Regions from separate parts of the Capsicum annuum genome. Here region 1 is linked to region 2. A link is a contact called in public Hi-C data. All regions are on one chromosome and are shown on one strand. The core of a region is the stretch at or near the end of the contact, and the rest is flanking DNA. Distances in the headings are between cores, read along the strand shown.

The links. A called contact is a pair of places that touch in the nucleus more often than the background predicts.
Region 1: a contact with region 2 is called in a Hi-C map of leaf, with 1.8 times the contacts expected there. The contact joins the promoter of LOC107839997 here to the enhancer-like site in region 2. A contact is called at or near these places in 2 of 5 Hi-C or Micro-C datasets (both in leaf).

The regions. Positions count from the first base shown.
Region 1 is chr1:153,626,278-153,628,977 of UCD10Xv1.1, forward strand. LOC107839997 (probable carboxylesterase 2) reads left to right here and starts at 1,375. Exons shown (of 1, transcript XM_016683682.2): 1 at 1,375-2,700. The coding sequence starts at 1,447. The coding sequence ends at 2,514.
Region 2 is chr1:153,550,938-153,553,637 of UCD10Xv1.1, forward strand. It overlaps the pseudogene LOC124887995. Among protein-coding and RNA genes, the nearest start is that of LOC107853485, 31 kb to the left of the region's middle. Within about 2 kb of position 1,449, at least 5 of the 5 cell types and tissues checked have an H3K27ac peak or open chromatin away from gene starts, as enhancers often do. A contact at or near this core is called in leaf, where this site is marked.

The sequences.
Region 1 (2,700 bases), core at 125-2,624, 75 kb after region 2:
AATATTTGAGAACTTCTCTCACTTGTTCTTGAGAGTGAACCCAAAACTAGACAACAAAGTGTAGTAACACTTTTGTTGTTCTTTGGCTAGAAACTTGGGGTCTTGAGGGTCATGAGCTCCTCTTGACTCAAGTAAGAATTTGGTGTAAATATCTTTTAGTCTTAGGGTCCTAATCTTCATGTTAGGGTTCTTAGATTTTAGAATATTTTGTGTCAAATTACTATCCATCATTTTGTAATCTTGTTGTTTGTATCTTGATATAGTGAAGCCGTGTGGGGCTCTTTCGATTCACTATAGTTATTGCAATCTTGTGTTATTTATCTATCTTGTTGAAAATTGTTGTTGTTGCCTTGAAAACCTAGAGAAGCCGAGTGAGGCCTTTGATTCTCTAGTGATGTTGTTCTTGTTGTTCTCTTGATTCCTTGTTGTAAGTTTGAACTTGTATCATTGTGTATCATGAAATATAATAATGCAGTTTACTGTCATGTATTGGTTAAGATTCAGTATTAGATATCATAGTTGTTTAAGGCTATGTGGGTGCGGGGCGGGTTGGAGTAAGTTCTTTTTTAAATGGGGTGGGGGTGGGTTGCTGGTATATCCGGTTTAAACTAAAAACAAAAAGTTAAAAATTAGCATTATTCTCGTGAATCTACCTAAAATTATACTCCCTCCGTTTCAAAAAGAATTACCTACTTTCCTTTTTAGTCTGTTTCCAAAAGAATGACCCCTTTCCCTTTTTAGCAACTTTTTAATTTTAACTTTCCACATGACATGTTTAAGACCACAAGATTGAAGGGCTTTTTGGTACATTTGACATATCTTTAATTTAACACCACAAGATTCAAAAGTCTTTTTTATTTTCTTAAACTCCGTGTCAAGTCAAACTAGGTCATTCTTTTTTAAACGAAGGGAGTATGTATTCTTCACATAAATTTTATCATGCTTAAAACTACTTATATAACATTGCAAATAAATAATTTTATAACTTTTAAAATTTTTTATTCATCTTAATGCAATTTGATATTTGATCATTACTTGTAGACATGATTCTTTTCTAACAATTTCTTAGTGAAAAGTTATATAATAGAAATTGGTTGTTACTATTTCCTAGCAATGAAAATATTATGATTTTTAATGGAGTTGTACATTTTTCAAAAAAGAAAAAAATAAAAATGTGGTGTTGTGCGGTGCGGGTATGTACGGATATGAGTGTGAGATGGATTTATGCGGATTTTAAAGATGATGCGGGGCAGTTTCAAAATTTGCGGGAAAAAACCCGCACCACAATCTCACCGCACCATTACCACCCCTACACGTGGGCACCCAATCTGTCACGCTTTAATGTCCCCCACACACATGTTTTACGGTTGCTCCTCTCATTTGAGTCACAAACTTCTATAAAATCTACGTTCCATTCATTTATTCACTACCTACCTTAACTCAATAATGGCACTACATTTTCCCCCTCATCTTCATTTTCCTTTATTATTTCTAATCACTATCTGCCTATGTATGAATTCCACCTTTGCAGAAAAAGCTCTGAATTTGTATCCATTTTTTCAAGTTTATGCTAATGGAACTGTTCATAGGTATGAAGAGATCAAGTTTGTCCCTCCATCAAACAATCCCAAGACAGGAGTTCAATCCAAAGACGTTGCAATTTTGCCTCAAAAAGACGTATCAGCACGACTTTACCTGCCCAAAATCAGTAGAAAAAATCAGAAATTTCCTCTTCTTTTTTACATCCATGGGGGAGGCTTTTGCATACAGTCAGCATTTTCTCCCCTGTATGATAGTTACCTCCACAAGCTAACAGCTCAGGCAAATGTATTGGTCGTATCAATTAATTACAGACTAGCTCCAGAGCATCCAATTCCAGCATGTTATGATGATTCATGGGATGTAATGAATTGGGCTGCACGAGGGAAAGAGCCCTGGCTTAAACAACATGCCAATTTTTCTCGTGTTTTCTTAGCTGGTGATAGCGCTGGAGCTAATATTGCTAACAACATCATGATTCGTGCAAGTAAGGAAAGTCATTTTGTCCTGTCACCAGTGGGGATGGCACTAGTGGATCCATATTTCGGTAATGGTAAGCCTGATGCCTTATGGACGTATTTATGCCCGAAAACTAACGGGATTGATGATCCAAGATTCAATCCAGCAGCTCATCCGAAGATTCTGTCGAAATTGAAATGCTCCAAGATTTATGTTTTTACTGCTGGTAAAGATTATTTGAGGGACAGAGCTTGGACTTATTACGAAACAATGAAGAAAATTGGGTGGAAAGGTGAATTGAGGATAAAAGAAACAGAAGGGGAGGGACATGTCTTCCATTTATTTAATCCAACTTCTGAGAAAGCCAAGGACTTGATGAATACTCTGGTCCACTTCTTGGGTTGTTCTATGATAAGACATGGTAATTATGTCAATTCAGAATCTAGAGTTAGCGAATTCAGAATAACGGTGATTATATTTATAAATGTTTTAGCTTTTCTAATTGCGTATGCATAAGTCTAGCTAAAAGCAGGGTTCAATTGAATTTGCGCGCTCTGCTTGTGTATCATGAAATGTAATAATGCAGTTTACGGTCATGTATTGGTTAATCTTCAGTATAGGTGAGTATAGATGAGCAGCAGGAAATTTTGCTGTTGAACATGTAGGGATAGCAATGGGCAGTTGCAGTAAGGATTCATTTAA
Region 2 (2,700 bases), core at 199-2,698:
AGGGCCCTGTAGAGTGCAAGCAGACTTTGGGAATTGTAATGTGAAATGAGGGTGTTCAACTAGTTTAGACACAGATATTAGATTATATTGAAAACTAGGAATATACCAGATTCAGAGCAAAACTTCGATGAGAAACGAAGTTTCGAGAAGAGAGAGGAAAATATCTAATGTTCTATCAAAGTGACAAGACACAAGAGAAGCACCCAACATATTGGAAGGGTGAACGTATAAAGGATGATAAAAGTGAGTATAGTCCTCACTGTGAAAGACAGTCCGGCTAGTAGCCGTGGAAGCAGAGGGGTCCATAGTTGACGACATATTTGACTATATGAGCAACAATATCCAGTCACAAAAAAGAGAGAAAGTTTCCAACACCTTCGCAACCGGAAGAAGACGGTCTTGAATGCCAAAAAAACTGACAAAAAAACACAAAATTCGAGAAAAATGTTAATGGAAGCACCGAAAGACAGTGGTGGAAGATCCATGAAGATTCCGATCAGCCCATTATAGCAACGCATAGAAAACACCAAAAATCGGATGAAATCAAAACCTTCAAGGTAAAACCAAAGGTTACCGGAGTTCGCCAGATAAAAAAACTCACGAAAATTCCAACAATAAACCACAAGGGTAGGATCGGAAGAAATCCATGGAGAATATCTATAAGGATCTAAGCTCTGATACTATGTTAGAAGCGAGAATATACCAGATTCAGAGCAAAACTTCGATGAGAAACGAAGCTTCGGGAAGAGAGAAAAGAGAGGGAAATATCTAATACTTGTAACTGATCTCTTCAATTATGAATCAGTGTTCCACATAATGTGGGTCAAACAATATATATACATGACCCGAAATGAAGTAATAAAATTGGATAATAAATAGGGCAAAATTCAGAAATAACATACTTATTCCCTTAATTATGAGTTTCATTGCAACAGTTTCATAATTATATAATATAACAAGTTGTATTTTGTATTTTTGCAAACTATTGCTACAAAAATACAAATATATATGATTTTTACTGTCCTTATGATCGATATATATTTTATATTTTTGCAAACTGTTGCTATAAAAGTACAAATACATACGAATACATATGCTACAAAATGTAATTTGATAAAAGTATTGTTATTTTTTGTAATTTAATACTTAAATATGCTACTTTAGATATTTTTTCCTAATAAATAAGACATTGGGCCATATACACTGTATGGGCCATCATACAAAATATATACACAAATACTATGGACTAGCCCACTCCACTAATAACTATGGTCTTGTCATGTAGCTCAACAATACACTCTCCACCAACGACAATCTTAGAAAAATCAGCATGATCATTTAGCCATGAATCTGAACCTTTTCCATTAACATGTGAAATTACCCATTGAAATGCTGCCCACGAATCCTCATACGTACCAGAACATGGATGTTCAGGGGTAAGTCTATAATCAACTGAAACAGCAATAAAATTAGCCTTTTTCGACTAAAGTGCTGATGAAATTATGAAAAACAATGGAACATGGTGATCCAATACAGAAAGCCCCGGCCCGCCATGAATGTAAATCACAACGGGGAGTTTTCGGTTTGGGTTAGTTATTTTAGGGAGAAATAAACGTGCGGAAACTCAGTTTCAGGTTGAATTAAAACATCCTTTGATCTAACAGGAGCTTGTGGATCGTCACAGAGAGGTGCATTAACGTCTGGACGTAATCTATTGATGCTCCCATCTTTGTAGAGAATGAAAAAAGGGGTCATATCAACTGCTGCTTCTTCGGTATTGGAAGCCATGGCAATTGTGAATTGAGAGAAAATAGTGAAGTGAGGGATATTAAGAGTGATGGAAAATTGTTAATGGTGGGAAGGAGATATAAATAAATTGAATGGACCGGCTGTGTGTGGGGCAGGGAAAAAGGAAAACTGGTATGGTGGGTGAACCGTCTAACTGTTTTCCTTTTACATTAGATAAAAAAATAGCAAATAGTTTTATCGTATGTTTTTTATATTTCACGGACATGGATTATGGTGTAGTGATAGGATAATTAAATGTAATTTTATTAAGAGCGTTATCTTAAAAATAGATTTTGCAATGTGCGATTCGAATTAATTGAACATCGAATGAAAAGGAAAAAAGGTATTCCACCGTTGAATGTTAAAAAGATTCTTAAAAAGTTATATAATTACTATAATAAAGGAAATAATAATTAGTAAATTATTAATGCCTATAATATTTTTAACTAAATACTCGATTTGTTCCATTAAGATGTACTATGGTGTGTAATAAAGATAATTTTTTTTTAACTATTACTGTAATAAAAGATGAAATAAAACTTATTGTGATCTTTTAAGAAGAATGAAAGAAACGAAGAAAATTGAATAGGACTAGGAGAGAGAAGAAAATTGAACGAAGAAAGAAACAAAAATAATTTATTAATTAATTAATGATATCATAACATTATTGTTTTTGGTTCTTCCTCACATACCACACACAAAGGGAGTGTAGCCCCTTTTTTAGGCCACTTGGATCTCATAATGAGTTTTAAATACGAAAATTAATAGTGTGATTTTTTAATAATTTAAGTATGAAATTAATAAAAAATATATAATTTATGTGTGGTTTTATTATTCTAAAAAGTTGCATTAAAAAAATAATTTGATTTGATTCTTAAAATTCGAACACTATTATGAAAATTAAATTGAGAT